Linked DNA regions of Sus scrofa: region 1 is linked to region 2. The links are chromatin contacts, called in public HiChIP or PLAC-seq maps. All regions are on one chromosome and are shown on one strand. The core of a region is the stretch at or near the end of the contact, and the rest is flanking DNA. Distances in the headings are between cores, read along the strand shown. Region 1 overlaps TTC7A (tetratricopeptide repeat protein 7A). Region 2 has its middle 55 kb from the start of EPCAM.

Evidence for each region. HiChIP or PLAC-seq counts read pairs in DNA pulled down with a chosen protein or histone mark.
Region 1: a contact with region 2 is called in an H3K27ac HiChIP or PLAC-seq map of skeletal muscle. The contact joins two enhancer-like sites. A contact is called at or near these places in 1 of 47 Hi-C or Micro-C datasets (fetal heart ventricle) and 1 of 2 datasets of contacts at active chromatin or transcription factors (skeletal muscle).

What each region holds. Positions count from the first base shown.
Region 1 is chr3:93,459,435-93,464,225 of Sscrofa11.1, reverse strand. TTC7A (tetratricopeptide repeat protein 7A) reads left to right here. Exons shown (of 20, transcript XM_021087552.1): 20 at 4,377-4,791. The coding sequence ends at 4,598. Among named protein-coding and RNA genes, the nearest start is that of STPG4, 75 kb to the right of the region's middle. Within about 2 kb of position 2,870, at least 31 of the 83 cell types and tissues checked have an H3K27ac peak or open chromatin away from gene starts, as enhancers often do. A contact at or near this core is called in skeletal muscle, where this site is marked.
Region 2 is chr3:93,237,291-93,242,298 of Sscrofa11.1, reverse strand. No RefSeq gene overlaps it. Among named protein-coding and RNA genes, the nearest start is that of EPCAM, 55 kb to the right of the region's middle. Within about 2 kb of position 3,583, at least 49 of the 83 cell types and tissues checked have an H3K27ac peak or open chromatin away from gene starts, as enhancers often do. A contact at or near this core is called in skeletal muscle, where this site is marked.

The sequences.
Region 1 (4,791 bases), core at 1,621-4,120, 220 kb before region 2:
AAGCTGTTCACTTCCAGAATCCAAAGTCCAGAGGCCTCGCCACAGCCACCAGACCTGGCCCTGTGGGCCCAGCCATGTTCCACGGGGGCAGAGCCCCCTGCCTAGAGGTGGGACTGGCAAAGGAACCCCCCCCCCCAGCTCCACCCCGGGCTGTGACTCGCCCCCTCACCAAGCCTGTGCTTGTCTTCGAGCCTGGCTGTGACCCTCTGGGGACGGACACCACTCTTAGCCGAGGGGCCCACGGGTAGTTTCGACATCTCACCCATGGAGGCCCCAGGAGGAGGGAGGGACAGGGGTGAGCTCTGCCACATGAGAAGCACGGACACCTCTGCTGCCCCAGAAGACCCCCACCTAGCTGTCAGCTGGGTGTTGGGGTCCGGAAGGAGTCGTGCCCCTCCGCCCCTCCTCGGGAGATGGGACCAGCCTGTGGCCTTGGAGCTGCCCCAGCCGGGGGAGGGCAGTAGCTGGGTGTGGGCTAGGTTCTCAGCCTGGAGAGAGTCCTCTTTCCTGGTTGGGTTGGACAGGTTGAGGCTGACACGTTGGGGAGAAGCTGGAGTGCAAGGAGGGAGTCTGCACTGGCTGGAATGGGGGCCTCCCAGCACCCGGGATGGGTGAAGGGAGGGCGCCTTCCCTGGAGCAGCACGGGCTCCTGCCTGCAGCGCCACGGTCCCCAAGCAGGGGGCTCCAGGGACCAGGAGGCTCCAGCAGCCTCCAGCTGATTCCCGGCTTCGCAGCTGGAAAGGCTGTTACAGAATCCCAGGAATGTGCTTGGAGCTCAGAAAGAAAATTCCCAAAATAACTTCTATAAATACTCGAGGGTAGGGGTGGGGAGGGAGCTCGCAGCCTGGCACTAGGGGCAGCCCAGCCCCAAAAGAAGGCGGTGGCTCACCCAGCCAGGACCTTCGTGCTGCCGCACCCCTCTGGGGGGACAGTGTTAGCCACTGGGTGAGGTGGGGTGCAGTGGCAATTCTGAAAAGGGCGGGCGGGATCCTCCCTCCCCTTCGTCCCCATCCTGGCTGCCGCTCCTGACCCCACCCTGTCCTTCTGCAGAGAACCCGGCTTCCTAACAAAGACGGTCCCCTCACAGTCTCCCTGCAAACCCGAGACCAGACCCCAGCTGGGGTGGGGCTTCTCAGGTTGCCTGCCTTTGTGGCCCTACGAGGAGGTCACTAGGGACAGGTAAAGGCCGCTGGTGTGCCAGGTTTTGTATCCAGGACATCCCGCCACCCAGACCCTGTTGAGCTGCCGTTCTGTGGGGCTGGTAGTGCCAGGCCCCCTGCCTCAGCCTCAGGGGAGCGCGTCCAGGATGGCATCCTCGAGCCCCCAGTAACAGCACGATCTCAGGTGACCATGTGGGCAGAAGGGGCCGTCCTTGGGGAAGACTTCGGGAGGAGCAGGGTCCCAGGTAGAGGAGCGGTGGCCAGAGGCTCTGCCATCGCGGAGATCCAGGAAGGGAGGAAAGAGGGAATGATGAGGGCGGGAAGGCCTGGGAACTCCGTGGCCCTGCCCTCCCTGAGCGGCGCCCGTTATAGGCGTGATGCTCCGTCACCCTGAGCAGCATGCACGTCGTTCCCATCCCGGCGTGGGAGGCACAGCCGTGCCATCTCCCAGGTCAAGTGTCAGAAGCTGAAAGTCACTCAGCAGGTCTGGTCTCCTCTCTCAGCACAGGGTCGGGAGGGGTCAGCAGGGACATTGGGATGCAATCGAGATGCCGGTTCTGGGTTCCCACCTTCTCCCTGGAGACCTGTTCTCAGGGCAGCTGGGGGTCAGGGTGCCAAGAGGGTGCCGGACCGTGGGCCCTCGGCCCAGTGCCAAGCTGGGGGCAGAGCAGGTGAGACCTCGCATCTTCCTGGGGCGGGGCCCCGCCCAGTTGTCAGGCAGCAAACAGCTCGAGTTGCTACCAAACATGAACTGAACAGGCTGGTGTCTCGGGCAGGTGGCCGCAGATCCTGTTACAGGCCCTGGGCCTCCAGGCCCCAGCCTGACCCCGGTGTCTCCTTTCAGGCGCTAAGGTCAGCACCCCAGGGTTGGGAGGGGGGGACGTGATCCAACCCCAGGGGGAGCCTTGCCCTCTAAAGGAATCTGCTCTTCTGCACCCTCCTTGTCCCCCCTTCCCGCCACCCTGACCCTCTGTTCAGCTTGGGGACACTTCCATTTGCTGTCAGCCCCAACCTGCGCCTTGCTACCCAGTTTCAAATCCATCCTTGCAGAATCCCCACAGTAGCCTACAAAGGAGGACTGTTCGCTGCCCCAGATTACAGATGAGGAAACAGTGGCTCCGAGAAAATGGGCCACTTGCCCACGGTCACGGCCCTTGTCAGAGACAGAGCTGGGAGTCCAGCCCGGCCAGGTCTTCCAGCTCTGCAGCCCTGGGCTTTGTCCCTCTACACAGGACACACAGAGAAGCCTCCCCAAAACCTTCAGCACCGCGAGGAAAACCAACCCTCCGTCCCACCCCAAACATACCTGTGCCCTGTTCAGGCTGCAGATGCATCTGGGCCCCTTCCCAAACACCTACACACTTCTCAAGATCAGGGGTTTTTAAACTCATTTTTTAGCTGTAGAGCCCACTTTTCAAACAAAGTCTCCCATGGAAGCTCAATAGAGAAAACTTGGTGTGTAAAAACCACAGGGCCCCACCCCCGCTCTGGGAGGTGCTGCTGGCCTTCTCTGTCCGTCCTCGTTGCTCCCCCATGGGCAGCACTCACAGGGCTCAAACCTTCCATTTTTGGTGCTTAATTGTGGTGTCTGGCGGCCTGTCGTCTCGCCTTCCTGCCCTCCTCCCTGTGGGCCCTGTTCCATCATGAGCTGCTCAGGGTCCAGCTCCCAGGCCATGCGGGCAGAACAGCTTGGCCTGGAGCCCTGCCGGTCAGGCTGGGCACTGCCCTCCGGTCCCGGGCAGCCCTGAGTCAGCACCGCTCCTCTCTGGCCAGATCCAGGGGCTGTGCCTCAGCCTCCACCCTGCCCCTGGTTCCCCTGTGCGCCCCCATCCCTGCGGTTCCCTGAGGACGGCTTGGCCCTGCCTCGAACAGCTCCCCTTCCCTGCCCGGCCCCCTGGCCACCAAGACAGCCAGCCGGCACCTCCAGAGAGGGAGAGAGGGGCTTTTCTAGGGCTTCCTGAGCCCCATCTTTTACTCTTGCCTAATTGGTCGTGTTCCAGGCCCTCAGAGGACTTTATGAAATCAGCCATGTGCATCTTCCCCAGTGGGTCTCCATAGCAACGGAGGGCCTAACTCTGGGGAGTGCGGCGGGAGGAAAATGTTCCAGCTAAAAATGTACATGGCCATCCGTGGGCGGGCACCCGCGAGGGGGCTCCAGGCACATAGAAGGCAGCTCCTCAGCCCCCGCCTGTCCAGGAAGCCAGTGTGGTTCAGGCTTTATCTATGGCTTTGAACGAGAGGCTGGCCCCCGGCGCTGTGTGCTGCTCTGTGACACCTTTGAGGGCTGGAACACACTTGGATGGGTTGGTGCAAAGCAACCTTTCTGGGACTGGAGGTCACATGAGGACCCTGGCCCCCCACCTCCCCACATCCTCCTCAGTGTGGGTGGACGGGGACATCAAGGAACAGGGTGCCAGTTTCACTTCCCAACCCTTTTGGGACCAGTCCCATCACTTCCTCTATTGCTCAGGGTCGTTGGAGCCAAACAGCAGGGCCAAGCCTCCTGGGTGGTCCTGACCCCTCCGCAGAGGCCCTCCCCTCACCCAGCATCCATCCGTCCCTGTCTCTGGCCATCTGACTCTCTTCCTGCACCCCTCGCCTGCCAGGCCAGGCTGGGCTGGGTTTTAAGTCCCAGGAGGACAGGCCACTGCTGTAGGCACAGGACCTGTCCCTCCACCCTCAAGCCTGGAGTGTACCCTCCTCGGTCTCGAGTGTGCCTTGGGGAGAAGGGCGGTGCCACAGTGCAGCACAGGGACTCAGGGTCCACACCCATGACTTCGAGTTCACACATGCCAGGCATCATTCAAGTGCTTTGCCTGTACTGTCGTGTAAACGTCACAACCCTAAAGGTGGGCACGGTGGTCCTTCGCATTTACAAATGAGGAACCCAAGGGCCAGAGAGCGGTGACGTGCCCAGAGTCCCGCAGCTGTACTGGGGAGACCCAAAGCCAGGTCTGCTGAGTTGAAAGCCCATCCCCTGGGGCCAGGAGGGGCAGAGTTCCCACTGCAGGTGACCCAGGAGGCCGGGCTGGATGGAAGCCAGGCTGGGACAGACAGACAGGACTCACGTGGGTCACGACCTGTCACTTGACATCCCCAAGCCTGAGAGGCGGGCCCACCCTGGCTCGTGGCCACACGTGCTTCTGCTTCTTAGCCCATTGGACACCCCCGGCCCAGGGACAGCCTCACTCACCCCACCCTGTGCTTGCTCCCCAGGGGCTGATGCTGAGTCGGCTGGGCCGTAAGAGCCTGGCCCAGAAGGTGCTGCGGGACGCCGTGGAGAGGCAGAGCACCTGCCACGAGGCCTGGCAGGGCCTGGGCGAGGTGCTGCAGGCCCAGGGCCAGAGCGAGGCTGCCACCGACTGCTTCCTCACCGCCCTCGAGCTGGAGGCCAGCAGCCCAGTGCTGCCCTTCTCCATCATCCCCCGAGAACTCTGATGCCACGTGGCAGCAGCCGGAAGGGAGGGCGGGTGACAGGCAGGCCGCTAGAGCCCGGGTCAGGGGAGGTGCAGGGCCTCAGGGAAATACAGCTCTAGGGGACACTTCTGCTGGCTGCAGCCCTCCTTCTCCTCGCCTCCGCCACCTCGCCCCTACTTCTCCTCAGGCCCAGCTGGGACTGGGAGCTGCTCAT
Region 2 (5,008 bases), core at 2,334-4,833:
TCTGTTGGTTAGTCACTGTAAAAAATTAGAAAAATCCTGAAAAGCCCAGGAGGAAATTACAAAAAAAAAAAAAAAAAAAAGATTACAAAACTTCAAGATAATCTTTTTAAACAGCTTGACGCATTTCCTACACATACAATGTGTTTTGGTTTGGTTTTTTGGTTTTGGGGGTTTTACTTTATTTTATTTTTTTGCTTTTTAGGGCCCAACCCAAGGCATATGGAGGTTCCCAGACTAGGGGTCAAATCAGAGCTGCAGCTGCCGACCTACGCCACAGCCACAGCAATGCCAGATGCGAGCCACGTCTGCGACCTACACCACAGCTCATGGCAACAACGGATCCCCAACCCGCTGAGCAAGGCCAAGGATTGACCCCGCAACCTCAGTCGGATTCGTTAACCACTGTGCCATGACAGGAACTCCAGAAGTCACATTTCAACAGCTTGGGAGCCACAAGTGGCCAGTGGCTGCCTAGTTGGACCGTGTCGTAGTTCCAGGCCAGCCTTAGCTCCATTCAGTGACCAGCAGGAGCCTCCCTGTCCTCAGGTCACTTCCCAGCCAGTCTGGAATGCTCCAAGAGCGGAAGAAATGAAGAAAGGGACTTTTTTGCACCCTGCAAGGGTCCTGCCCTCCATAGTGGGAAGCAAGAAATGGAAGCTGGTGAGAATGTCCACAGATCTGGTGATGGTGGGCTTAGCATCATCTCAGTATGTGAGCCCAGATCACCCTCAGAAAAGACAGGAGAAGCAGAACTCACTTCTTTCTGCGAGCTCACCCCAAGGCTGCCATTGCAAATACAATGCAGATTATACTCTGCAGTCTGTTACCTGGCACTGATGTACCTGCCTAATCTCCTACTTTATTTCTCATGGCTGTGCTGTGGGACCTCAAGCCAAGCCGAAGCAACTAGGCACTCTACAAACAACTCTCGGGCATCTTCCTGCCTCCACATCCTGTGTATGCGCATACATTCCTGGCCGAATGTCCTGACCTCTTCTCTTCCCACCCAGTTCTTTTTTTTTTTTTTTTTGCCTTTTTTCTAGGGCTGCCTCCGCGGCATATGGAGGTTCCCAGGCTAGGGGTCAAATCGGAGCTGTAGCCGCCGGCCTACACCACAGCCACAGCAACGCAGGATCCGAGGCGCATCTGCAACCTATGACACAGCTCACGGCAACGCCAGATCCTTAACCCACTGAGCAAGGCCAGGGATCGAACCTGCAACCTCATGGTTCCTAGTCGGATTCGTTAACTACGGTGCCACGATGGGAACTCCTTCCCACCCAATTCTGAAGGCCCTGTTCTTCATCTTCCATGAAGGCTCTTTTAATGATTCCTGCTCGAAAGATCTTTGTCCCCCTCTGATATCTGCAGCCACTTACCAGCAGTAACCAGATGAGTGGCTCTGTTTTAGGACATGCCTTACTTGCCTTTCCCTTAAGGTTGTAAATACCTGAAGAACTAGGGTCGGAGTCTTGAGTAATAATAATGATAATAAGTGATGGTTAATATCTGTTGGGCATTTTTTTTTTTTAGGGCCACACCCACAGCACATGGAAGTTCCCAGACTAGGGGGTCTAATCAGAGCCACAGCTGCCAGCCCACTGCACAGCCACAGCAACACCAGATCCAAGCCGCAGTTTATGGCAACGCGGGATCCTTAACCCACTGAGCAAAGCCAGGGATCAAACCCACATCCTCATGGATACTAGTCGGGTTTGTAACTTGCTGAGCCACAATAGGAACTCCAGGCACCATGCTAAGCATTTTACATTGAAACCTCACAACAAGTCTCGGAAGTGATTTCCATTTTATAGGTGAGAAAACCAAGGCAAAGAGAGACCTGGTCCAGTCACACAGCCAAGGTGGCTTGAAAGCCAGGCAGTCTGAGCACAGAATCTAATCCCTTCCCACCCAACCCTGGGCAGTTGCCTGCCTCTCCTACAGTGATAGTTCCTTCCCTAACACTATCTTGGTGCTGTGAACTTGGTAGACTAATTACACATTTAATTATATGTCAACTACTTGAGTTTTTTTTCTGGAGCATGCAACAGGGTGTGAGGCACATTATAGTGATTTAATCGAGCTTTAAAACTTAGGAGTTCCCTTCATGGCTCAGCGGTTATGAACCTGACTAGTATCCATGACTATGCTGGCCTTGCTCAGTGGGTTAAGGATCCAGGATTTTCATGAGCTGTGGTGTAGTTTGCAGATGCAACTTGGATCTGGAGTTGCTATGGCTGTGGCTTAGGTGGCAGCTGCAGCTCCTATTTGGCCCCTAGCATGGGATCTTTCATATGCCACAGGTACAGCCCTAAAAAGACAAAAGTAAAAATAAAAAATAAAAAAATAAAAATTAGGAGTTCCCATCATGGCTCAGCAGAAACCAATCTGACTAGTATCCTTGAGGATGCAGGTTTGATCCTTGGCCTCCATCAATGGGTTAAAGATCCAGCATTGATGTGGACTGTGGTGTAGGTCGCAGATGCCACTCGGATCCCACATTGCTGTGGCTGTGGCATGTGTAGGCTGGTGGCTACAGCTCCCATTCAACCCCTAGACTGGGAACCTCCATATGCTGCGGGTGTGGCCCTAAAAAGACAAAAGATAAAATAAATAAATAAATAGAAGTAAAACTTAAGGCCCTGCACCTGTTCAGCTGATCCTTGCAGAGCCAGCGAGGCCCCTTCCTCCGTCTCCCACCCCCTCCTCAGCACCTGCAGCCCAGGGCTGCGCCCCCCAAAGGCTGCTCTGTAAGTAGACATCAGCTTTCTTCTGTCTCCAGCACCCCTTGTGCAGCGGAAGATAATGGATCTGGAAGACCATCCCCATGGGACACAAGAGAATCCCCCCTACCCCGCCATTTCTATCAACCTTATCTGCTCATGTGGGGCTCTCATCTCCAAGAGGCAATTTAATCCCCCTCCTGGAACTCAAAAGTCACATACCCATTCCCCAGGGAGCTGAGGTATTAAGAAAGGCCAGCGTTTAGGATTACTCTTCGATAAGAGTCTTGTTTAGACAAGATCGCGTATAAAAACTGGCCTGATCCCCACACCCCGGCTCTCCTTTCTTCCTCTCTTGCTTGGAAGATTGCAAGATTGTGCAATCCGCCCCAGAGACCTGGGCAATTTGCTTTCGAACATGCAAACCTGTTTCCCAGCCTTCAGGGTCGCCCTCCCCCGGGGCCTCCCTCCTCCCTCCCTGGGAGTAGCCGCTTGGGGCTCCCCTGGGGTTGACAGCTCAGATCTGTTTCTGGGCACTTCCTCCTGCTACTTGCTCATTTACATTTTGAAACTAGAGCAAAGTTCAGCCATGGTTGGCTTCCTGCACCCTAGGAGCTGCCCGATCCTGGTTAGAAAAAGCAGACAATAGCAACCTGGGAAACTGCACAGTATTTTGGCAGCAGGTTTCTTTGTGTTAAGTCTCTGGTTCTGCAATGGTGGAAACACCCAGGGATGTAAATAGCAATGAGAAAAGGCCACTTGTGCCACTCTTAGGTTTTGTGGTGGCAGGTTCTTTCCCCCATCCCCCAAAGGGTAGGTTGTATTTTTATTTTGCTTGGTTTAAACCGGAGATAAAAGTGTCCACACCCCGTGTTGAGGCCCTGGGGCCCTCCCCACAAGCTGTGAGAGTTCCTTCCTTCCCCCTCGCGCCCTGGCTCTTCTGTCTCAGCACTGTCCTCTCCCAGGCTCCCCGCCACCCCCTCTTTTTTTTAACCCCCTTCATTTTTGGCCGCCCCACAGCATATGGAGCTCCTGGACCAGGGATTAGACTGCGCCTCAGTCAAGACCTAAGCCACAGCATCCTTGACACACTGTGCTGGGGCCAGAAATCGAATCCAAGACGCCGCCCACCCAGTTGTGCCACAGCAGGCATTCCCCGGGGCCCATTCTGAAGACCAGTCACCCCAGCTGCAAAGCAGGGGTAACACCATTGCAGCCTCAGGAGTTGGGAGGGTTGAGGGAGGCAGCAAAGCTCCATGCCTGACGCCCAGCCTGGCTCGACAGGCCCGCAGCACCTCGGCTCAGCCATGCTTAGGGTGTGTTGTTGCAGGTCACAGGTTACTTGGATCCACGCTGTGCTGTGCAGGTGGGGGGGGGCATCTCTGGGGCCTCCCTTCCACACGGGTACACAGCAGGCTGCCCCAGAGGCTGGGCCGGGCCCAGGAGTTTCTGGTGGAAGCAGAGGCTTCCTAGTCTGAGCCCCGTCTGCCGGATTCCAGGCCAGGCCCAACAGCCCTTCAGTACAGAACTTTTTGTACATTCCACAGCAGCTGAAAGGGCTTTTGTCCCCACTCAGGAAGGACAAATGACAAAGGCAATTGTGTGTCTCCTCGCAGACCCACACAGCTTGGGAAGAGAAACTTCTTCAAGAGGCCAGCGCTGCCACAAATGTGATCACACAGCCTCGCAAGTGGGGAGCAGGGTGGGGTCTGGCTTCCCACGAGTGTGGCAGGGTGCACATGACGCAGACACACAAACCCGGAAACTGCTCCTGGTTAGACCAGCAGGCCCGTGAGCTGCAGATGCCACAGCTGCAAGGGGGCCTCGGGAAGGGCATCCCCCACCTGCCAGGAGCTTGCAACTTGATTATGACCCTTTGCCAGGCGGGGCCACAAAGACCACAACTTGTCACAGGAAACACAGTTCTTTCCACACGGGCCATTCTCATGAAGACCATTAGGCTGTGCCAGAGAATGATCAATGGAATTCTGTCCTGGGGTCCCTTCCAATGCATAATTATTTATGGCCTATGGAGGAGGTTGAAACTCTAGACAGCCCATGTGAAATCCATCACTTGTAAGGACGAATTCTAATTGAGAGGAGGTGGATCTCTCTTTTAGCCATTTTCTTTCTCCTTCTTAACCCCTTTCTCCTGTCACTGCCATAATAGGAGAGCTAAGGTGTGGAGGGTTTTAAATTTTTTCGTTAAAGGAGAAAGCTTTTCTTAGCAAAGGAAATGATGATGCATCATTTTATTGCCCCTTGAATGGAGTCACCTGACCTGT